Linked DNA regions of Mus musculus: all the other regions are linked to region 1. Evidence: chromatin contacts called from public Hi-C data. All regions are on one chromosome and are shown on one strand. The core of a region is the stretch at or near the end of the contact, and the rest is flanking DNA. Distances in the headings are between cores, read along the strand shown. Region 1 overlaps 4930452A19Rik (RIKEN cDNA 4930452A19 gene). Region 2 has its middle 12 kb from the start of Pabpc6. Region 3 overlaps Gm34799 (a long non-coding RNA gene).

Region 1 (3,149 bases), core at 542-3,041:
GAACAATTTGTTTTCCAGTATGAATTGTACCCAGAACAAATGTTTCTGAATCTTGGATCTGTTTATCTATCTATCTATCTATCTATCTATCTATCTATCTATCTATCTATCTATCTATCTATCTATCTATCTATCCATCCATCTGTTTATTATTTTCAGCTCCAATTAAGAGCCTTCATTTGGGCATTTTTGTTAAACCCTCTCTAACAGTGAATGGAACTGAATAACCTTCTTCATTATGAGTTATCGTGTGGGTTTCTTGGGCAGTGTTGGGGATACTCGGTCACAGAATATTTTGAGATTGAAGCCACAGAGAACAGCAGATCCCTAAATGGGACTAAGATGGCAATTCCACTAGTGACTGGAGGACAGATAGACCATACAGAAGCCAGAAACAGCTGCTGAGCAGCTCAGAATATTGTCTTCCCAGCTTCTCCAAGGCCTGAGCTGAGAAACCAGATTTCTTCTGGGTGTACATCACTCTTTCCTCTCCTTTGAAGGACACTGAATTTCCATAAAACCACAAAGGCCAGAAGCACACTCAAGACCAAAATAGCACTGAGGTTAAAAAAAAAAAAAAAGAGTAACCTTGGTTAAACAGTGTCGCTCCACGGCCCATGGCCATTAAGTACTAATGCACTGGAGATGCTATGGTAGAATATATGGGCCCCCTTTTGAATCATAGGACCTTAGGCAATAAGAGCATAAACATTTGTTGGCAAGCAGGGCAATGAAGCAGAATGCAGTTAGTTCAGATGCAGGCATGTTGATTTCCTGTGCTATGCTCAGCTGGACTCTGAGATCGTCAGTACTGTGAACTCAAACCTACATCCCCAGCCAGATTCCTACAGAGGGAGGGGACAGGAGGGACGGATGGCCAGCTTGCTTTGCTCCTGTGTGCTCAGTCTAATCTGTACATATGTGCAGATCCATATTTAGAATTTGTCTAGGCAGAGAGTGGTGAGCCATGGAAGCTTTTGCTTATCACTTGAAGGATGCTGGGGAGTTGTACGCCAAGCTTCTATCAGGAGCCCTATTCTCTTCCTCCTCACAAATCCACAAAGACAGAATCTGCTGATGTGGAAACGAAGGCTGTCTGTCTGTCAAGGACACGGGACATTTGTGTCCTTCGCCTACCAGTTTCTGTCATATTGGCAGGCAGATGTAAGGCTCATGTGGGGCCACGGTGGGTCAATAACGTCAATATGGTTTTGAGTTTACATTCAGCTTTTCTTTGACTAAAGAGAGAGCTTTTATGTATAATTAAGGCTTGGAAAATGGTGTCAGCACTTTTCCTTTGAGAAAAAAAATAAAAAGGGTGAGGGCAGCTGCTAGATGGGCTAAAGTCTGTGGTCTTTCTCTTCAGTATTGTGGCTGGTGGTAACTCCAGGCTGTGATGTTTGCTGCCCTGGAGACATGAAATGTCCTATGGGAATGACTGTAACCAAGAGTCCCTCCCCCATTCTGTGTAGCTGCTGCACCCCCCTCTCAGATGAGTCCAAAATTTTCAGAGACAGCCTAGTTATGGCTAAGGTTTCAAGCCCCAAGTCCTTCACTGCTCTGAACGCCACCCTGATGTGACCTGTCACCTCCATTCCAACACTCTGAGAATAGCCCGCCCTGGTTGCCTCTGTGTCCTTGATGCTCAGCCATGTGTGACTCTGGCTGCCCAGACCTGAGGCTGCGGGTCTCAGGAAGGGCCAGCATCCTCAGTGAGCACCTCTCTCCGTACCACACACATCGGATTGATTCCAGAGAGCCTCAGAGAGGGCTGTGTGCCTTTCAGTGTAACAAAATCACTGTGGTAGTGGTTCCCAAGTTCTTCCTCAGATCTGGTAACCCCCCCCCCCAACCCCAAGAGCCCTCCGATATCATTCCCCTGGCTCCCCCTAGTGGCCCAGGGGTCCCCAACCAGAACGTTTTTTATTACAGGGTTTTTTTTGTTTTTTGTTTTTTTTTGTTTTTTGAGATTATAATATAATTACATCATTTCTCACTTTTCTTGCCAAACCCTCCCACATACCCCTCCTTGGTTTATAAGTTCATCATCTGCCTAAGGAGATTTCTGATGAGCCTGTTTCTATACCACATGTGAGGGCAACTGGATCCACCCTGATTCTAAACCCAGAATGTGGGGTCCTGGGAACTCTGGTGTTTTTATGCTCCCATCTCTGAATGCTAGTCAAAATTTCTGCCAGGGACCTTAGGGGCCACTTACCTTTGAGGTTGGGTTGGGACATCTTGTCTTTTTGTTTGTTTTATTTTGAAGACAACATGAGCCGACTCTGGCCTGGACCTCATCCGGGAATGCAGATGGGGCTCAGCTTTAAATGATTGCCTGCCTTAGTTTCCCCAGTGATCAGTAGCAGCGTGAGCTATGGTGGCAGTCTACTTTAATGAGAAGTCCAAGAGTAGAAGGTGAGGGACCAACTATCTCTGATGCTATGTCTGGCACCAGTCCTAAGCCATCCAGGTTGCTGATTTCTAACAGCTGTGTTAGAAAAGTTCATGGACATCACTAACATTTCTCTCTTGTGTGTTTCAGCCACACAGTTCTCAAATATCCACAGACACCATAGCAGCCCAGGTGAGCCAAACTAAGCAGCCAGCATCACTGCCCTCATGTTGAGCCACAGGGGTTGGGTCCTCAGAGTGCTGCTGCCACTGCTGCGAATTTGTATATATTTTTAAAGAAAAGTAAGCAAGTTAAGTTTATTGCAAAGGAAGGCTATAGCTCTCTGCAGCAGAGGAAAGGGTCAGAAACTGGTTGCTCTGCGGGTAATTTTAATTTTTTTTTCTATTTAGTTGCTTTTTTTCTTACTAAAGAATAAGGGGTTTTCTGTTAGACATAACTTAAAGGATCTTTGTTAGGGAATAGGGTGAGGGTATGGGAAGGGGCAGTTTGGGGTGGGTAAGCATGGGACCTCTTGGTTCAGAGCCTGGCTCCACTGTTTTTACTGGACCATTGAATGAATGGTCCACAGCCAATACCCACCCATCTGTGCCTTCATCTTCGGGACTGGCCTAGGTAAAGCTGTAAGCCTCCCTTACTCCATGTAGACCATTCTTACTGGAAATGAGGCCAGGACACAAGTCTATACCTCTGACCTTTCATTTGGGCACATTAATGCTTCACAATTTTGACAAAG
Region 2 (3,342 bases), core at 668-3,167, 79 kb after region 1:
TTTAATGCCACCTCTGCATTCTAGTAAGACTACGTAGATTTGGTAAAGTCCTGAACATGGATGAAATGAATTCAGTGTCTTTGGGGGGAAATACAATTTTATTGCCCTTTCTGTGTTGCTGTGATAAAATGCTGGTAAAAGCCAACTTGGGCATGACAAGAGATATTTCATCTTACAAGTTATAGTCAAGCACTGAAGGAACTGAAGGCACAAGCTTGAAGCAGAAACCATGCAAGAATACTGCTCACTAGCCTGTTTCCTCTGCCTTGTTCATCTACCATTCTCATAGAACCCAGGCCCACCTTCCTTGGGTTGGCATTGCCCACAGTGGGATAAGCCCTTATATATTAATTAGCAATTAAGAAAATGCCCCACAGGCCAATTTGACTGAAGCATTTCCCAAACTGAGTTTCTCTCTTCATAGATATATCTAGATTCATGTCAAGTTGTCAAAAGCTAACCAGCACACCTTCCCAGGTATCTAAGCAAACCTTTGTTTCAGCATTTCTTAGGGAGTTTATAACCTAGGTGGTGAAAGTATAAATACACTGAAGCCAAATAAGTGTTAGATTCACATGAGATGTCACACATGATGTATAGTTACGACCTAAGGGCATAATGTTGGTAGCCTGTTGAGATGGCCCAGTATCCTCCATGAAAACTTGAGAACTTGAATTCAATTCAAAGCCAACACTATGAAATCCAGGAGTGGTGGTACAAACTTGCAACCCCAGCATTGTAGAGGTAGAGAAAGGCCAAACCCTGAAGCTTCCTGGTTATCCAGGCTAGCCTATTCCACAAGCTACACACACACTCACTCACACACACACACACACACACACGCACACACGCACATGGAAGTGCACACCCAGTGAATTTTCTGTGATTTTTCTATAGTCACTGGCTTAGCTTTGATGGGTTATACTCAGTTGCCCAAGTCAACTTGTGCCCCAGCACCTACCCAGCTTACTCTACCTCATGCATCCTTCAAAACACAACACTCTGTGGTGACACTGACCTCTGAAACTGAAGCATGACAGTCAGTTTGTCTGGATTGCAAGACAGTATGGAGATTACCTGAAAAGGCCGGGGGGCCGGGGGGGGTGTTAGAAAGTTTGACTTGGATGTTTGTCTAGGTTTCTGAAGGCAATTAGACTTTGACAGTAGGCTCTCAGCCCTCAGACTGTAGAAGAAGAGTGAGGGTAATGTGAGAAGAAGCTAGAAAAGATAAGTCACCCACTTCAGTGTTTTGCAGAGATGATGATGGGAAAGCTGCCCACCTAGGAGTAATTTTCCATGCTGTAGGGGATGATGGAGATCCTTGGAGAACAGGCACAAGGAGACATAGAGCTGAGTCCTGGATCTTGAGAGGAGAAAAGAGCAAGCCATGGAGAAGGAGGAATGGAAGGGCATCTGCAGGTCTTAATGGCATAAGCTCATTGTTCAAAAGGATGGCAAATGCATGGAAATTGGCAGTGGTTTGGACCAAATGGTATAAAAATCAATACTTTTCATTAACAAAGTGCTTTGGAATTTGATTTGATCTTATTTGCAGGCAGTATCACTTTAAAGGAGATATTTATGCTCCTGAGTTCAGGTACAAAACCTAGCATTAATCAAAAAATATTAGCTCGTTATAATTTGTCTTTGCTTGAGCTGGTGGGACCGTTTGGAGAGATATGTCTATTAAAAAATCTATATTATTGAGAGAATAGGGGTTTGTAGGGTGAAATAAAAAAGTTCATTTGACGATGAAGTGGGTGGTCGATTCCCTTAACATTCTGAGAGCAAACACAGGCATCATTATGAATCATTCCAGCTGATGAGTCTAATTTCTTTCAGGAGCATTGTGGCAGACGCTCACATTTCAGTTCTCCACAGACAGATCAGTCTTTGTCACCCCCTCATACATATTCGAGCGTCTAGATGGGAGATGCAGCGTGCTGCACTGGCCTGAGGGAGAAGAACCCCTCTGAGTAAACTAGCAAAGCAGAACACTTGGCCACCAAAATAAAGTGCTTCCTAAGCACTGGTTTGCAAAAATGGCAGCGGCCACTGGTTACCCACAACCGTGTTATGTTAAAGCCAGACATTTGGATGATCCTGGCTTGGCTTCTCGGAGGACTGTTCTCTGCAGAAGTAGAGGTTTTAGTGTGGGTGTGGTGACATAAGCAGTGTAAAATGGAACTGATGGCAGTGACAATATCAGAAGCTTTTCCATCGTAGGAAAAGCTTTGTTGTTGAATGTGGTTGTGTTTTAGCCTTGGAGGAAACCACATGTATCCACATGAACATACATACATACATGCACATACATCATGCATGTGCACATGTATGCACACACACACACACACACACCCTCCCTGTGTGTATGCACACACACACACACACACACACACACACACACACACACACACACCCTCCCTGTGTGTATGCACACACACACACACACACACACACACACACACACCCTCCCTGTGTGTATGCACACACACACACACACACACACACACACACACCCTCCCTGTGTGTATGCACACACACACACACACACACACACACACACACCCTCCCTGTGTGTATGCACACACACACACATACACACACACACACACACCCTCCCTGTGTGTATGCACACACACACACACACACACACACACCCTCCCTGTGTGTATGCACACACACACACACACACACACACACACACACCCTCCCTGTGTGTATGCACATACACACACACACACATACACACACACACACACACCCTCCCTGTGTGTATGCACACACACACACACACACACACACACACACACACCCTCCCTGTGTGTATGCACACACACACACACACACACACACACACACACCCTCCCTGTGTGTATGCACACACACACTCACACACCCTCCCTGTGTGTATGCACACACACACACACACACACACACACACACACCCTCCCTGTGTGTATGCACACACACACTCCATGAGTCATAGCCACACACTCAGATGCTACAGTCCTAAGCTCAGCTCGTGAAATTTTGGTGTGAAAGGCGGTCACAACTACCTTAGAAAAATCTTTTCCCATATACAGTTACCAAACCCAGACACTACTGTGGATGCCAAGTGCTTGCTGACAGAAGCCTGATATAGTTGTCTCCTGCTCTGCCAGTGCCTGACAAGAACAGAAGTGGATGCTCACAGCCATCCACTGGACTGAGCACAGGGTCACCAATGGAGGAGCTAGAGAAGGACCCAAGGAGCTGAAGGGGTTTGCAGCCCCATAGGAGTAACAACAATATGAACCAACCATTACCTCCAGAGCTCCTGGGGACTAAACCACCAACCAA
Region 3 (3,203 bases), core at 329-2,828, 130 kb before region 1:
CTTTAATATAATAACACTTTCATAACTGACATTTTTTGTATGATCTCATATATTTATTGCCTCACTTTGATTTGGAGAAAAAATGTTTAGGCCTTCCTTTAGAAGCTTGTTAAGAGTTTGTGCGAGGATTGTGTTGTGTGTGTTGTGTATATGTGGAGTTGTTTGTGTAATATATGGATATGCACATCTACTCTGTATTAGAGACTTTATATTAGGTGTTTCTGGAGGGGAATGTTTTGTGTTTTAAACACTGCACATGCCAGGAGTTGTTAATATTTTTCCATGTTCAAGTTGAGGGCTCTCTTCCTGAGTCTCAGGACAAGCATAGATCATTTTTATCACTGACCCAAGGGGGTACAAATTATTTTCAACTGAAAGGGTATCCAGGACTTCAAACTCCATGCTAACCCTTGAAGGGCATGGGGCGCAGATGGGAAGGGTGAGGCTGCCCAGTCTGTTGCCTGGAGATGTCTATGACGGGTAAATGAAATAAACATCTTTTGAATCTCCAGTCGCCAGAGGGGTCTATGTGACATCTCTGGGTGGCTTCACTGCCATGTGCGGCTGATTAGATATTAAGGTCAGGTGCTAAGAAATCAAGGTCGTGACACACTGCATTCTCCTCAGGCAGCTGGGTTCAGATAAGCTCTGTGGTGGGTGATGCCACCACACAGATAAGGTGACAGTTTTTAACAATCTTAAAATACTGTTAGAGCAAGGAAGGGCTCGATAAGATCACAGCATTCTGAAAGACTTGACTGAGATTTCTTTTGTCCTCCCTAGCTCTGCCATTCATACTGACCACACACACAGACAGAGACACACAATTTATACACACATACATATGGTACATATACACAATGCACACACACACATGCATATACACATATATACACACATACACACATATATACACACATACATACACATGCACACATATATATACATGCACACATACACACATACATGCATATACACATATACATGCATACACACATAAACATACATACACATACACAAATATGTATATGTACACACAGGCACATACACACAGACACACACATACATACACATACACACAAACATACACACACCCAATATACACATACATAACCATGTACACATACACACATGCACACATACACACATACATATACATACACATAGACATACACACACATACACACAATACACACAGACACCCATATACACACATGCAAACATACACATGTACACACATATACACACAGACATACATACACACATACATACACATGTACATATACACACACATACACACATATACACACATACACACACATACACACACACAACTGACACTTTCTGGGATAGGCTGTTACAGATTGGCTTTTGAATATGAATACAAGAAATGGCTTGTGATTCCTCCCCTCACCCCACAACTTCTCTGAGAGGCTTGATTTATGGCCTGGATTACTGGAAGTAGTAATTCTTCGCTCTTTATGATGTTTTGGTGGTAGGTGCACTAGCCCGCAGTCAGAATAGCATGATCTCAACTAGGGTTTTACAGAAAGGTCCCCGCAGAAAGGGTGGCTGCGAATTGGACGGCTTCTGTAATGGAGCGGTTAATAAGACACAAGCACATTAATCATGTGACAGCTATTGGCTTTAGCAGGGAAGGCTCCAGCTTTGAAAAACAGCAATTTCGGTAGAGACTGTTGAGAGAGGCTGGCTGAGCTTGCTGTTTTTAACACAGAGTCAACAGCTGACGTGCACTGGGGGCATTTGCAGGCTTCTTGTAATGTATCTGAGATTTTCAGTAAACCCAGTAAAAGAATCAGTCTCTGAGTTTTCATCCTCCTATCAATTGCCAGAGCCTGAACTGTACTGAGGAATAAACTAGTTACTTAGTAAGTCTTAAAAAACGATCAAGAAGGGATTCTTTTTTTTTTTTTTTTTTTCTGTTATCTGGGCAGAGCATGAACCTTCCTGCTTTATCTGGACATGGCTGAGAGAGATATGCAGTGGCCAAGGGGGGGAAACAGACATATTTGAAGAGAGTCAAGGATAATTGGCATCACCGAGTTAAAGGAGATTGTCCTATGTAAAAAATGCCATTTCAACATAGATTAGAATGGTCCATTAGACCATCAGAGACTTATATTATGAAGCATTTGAAGTAAAAAAATGGAAGAGAAATGAATTTTCATCTATTAGACAACAGTAATCTCCAAGATCATAGAAAAATCATGCAGTAGGGCCAAATCAACCTTTACTCTGAAAAAGAGGAAATTATGATTACTAGTAATGACAGTTTCTGAAGGCATTGAAATCCTGGCTGCTGGGACCAAAGCCAGAGCCAGAGCTTAGGACCCAGCTTTAGGATCTGAATCTCCCCAGCTGCTCAGCTCCCAGCAACTGACCTGTGTCTTCTTCTTGTGCCTCGATGTCCTTGTCATTTCATGATGCATAGTAACAGGTCCTAACTCAAATGACTGACAGGAGGGTTAAGTATCATTATGACATGTGCATTTATAAACAGACCGTAATGTTCATCACACAGAATAATAGCAGGAGGTAAACTTTACAATGCAGATGTTATCAGTGATGGTATGCTGATGAGAAGTTACGTAACTGTTATAGGTTTAGAATTCAAAGAAAGTGTTCATGATAAATACTGCTCTTAGGTTTTGTGCACTTGTGCACATCCTTCACAAAGTATATCTTTGAAAGGCTTAGACAACAATGTGTTTTATAGTTTCTCAGATCAGCACAGATTAATTGGTGAAGTCCACACAGGTTGGTGGCCACGCACGAGGTTTAGATACGTTGATGCAGATTAATGGAAGAATAAGTGTGTCCGTTTTGTAGAGCAGCTGGAAATCCCCTTCCCTGCTTTGTGGTCTGGCCCTCGACCAGTCAATTCCTCTCCTTTAAACTTATGTGAAATAAATAATCATTGATATCTAAAAAGACTTGTCTGGGCGTTAGAATCCATACTGCAATAAAAGTGTGCAAATTGTAGCTACAAGCCACCACAGATCGATTTCAGGATCATAAAATCTGGCAAGGGAAACCAAGTAGAGGAATCCATATTCTATAATGCAGATCACTGGGTGAGTTCATAGAGTCAGAAGCAGTCACAGTGAAACCCCGACATGTGAGCAGAAATGCCGTGTTGCCCCTGAAAAATGACAGCTGATGGGGAAGGAAGGACCAAAGGG

The links. Hi-C and Micro-C count contacts between places; a contact is called where the count stands out from the background.
Region 2: a contact with region 1 is called in a Hi-C map of cerebral cortex, with 2.2 times the contacts expected there. The contact joins two enhancer-like sites. A contact is called at or near these places in 1 of 39 promoter capture datasets (hippocampal neurons) and 5 of 484 Hi-C or Micro-C datasets (cerebral cortex, frontal cortex, muscle stem cells and 2 more).
Region 3: a Hi-C map of cerebral cortex shows a contact between it and region 1, with 2.4 times the contacts expected there. The contact joins two enhancer-like sites. A contact is called at or near these places in 30 of 484 Hi-C or Micro-C datasets (the C2C12 cell line, Sertoli cells, bone marrow-derived macrophages and 16 more) and 11 of 115 datasets of contacts at active chromatin or transcription factors (bone marrow-derived macrophages, cardiomyocytes, differentiating embryonic stem cells and 8 more).

Annotation. Positions count from the first base shown.
Region 1 is chr17:9,758,248-9,761,396 of GRCm38.p6, reverse strand. The region is part of intron 3 of 4930452A19Rik (RIKEN cDNA 4930452A19 gene); the gene reads left to right. Among named protein-coding and RNA genes, the nearest start is that of 4930452A19Rik, 16 kb to the left of the region's middle. Within about 2 kb of position 1,791, at least 47 of the 459 cell types and tissues checked have an H3K27ac peak or open chromatin away from gene starts, as enhancers often do. A contact at or near this core is called in cerebral cortex, cortical glia and stem cell-derived motor neurons, where this site is marked.
Region 2 is chr17:9,679,551-9,682,892 of GRCm38.p6, reverse strand. No RefSeq gene overlaps it. Among named protein-coding and RNA genes, the nearest start is that of Pabpc6, 12 kb to the right of the region's middle. Within about 2 kb of position 1,917, at least 38 of the 459 cell types and tissues checked have an H3K27ac peak or open chromatin away from gene starts, as enhancers often do. A contact at or near this core is called in cerebral cortex, where this site is marked.
Region 3 is chr17:9,883,781-9,886,983 of GRCm38.p6, reverse strand. All of the region lies in intron 1 of Gm34799 (a long non-coding RNA gene), which reads left to right. Among named protein-coding and RNA genes, the nearest start is that of Gm34799, 21 kb to the left of the region's middle. Within about 2 kb of position 1,578, at least 18 of the 459 cell types and tissues checked have an H3K27ac peak or open chromatin away from gene starts, as enhancers often do. A contact at or near this core is called in cerebral cortex, cortical glia and stem cell-derived motor neurons, where this site is marked.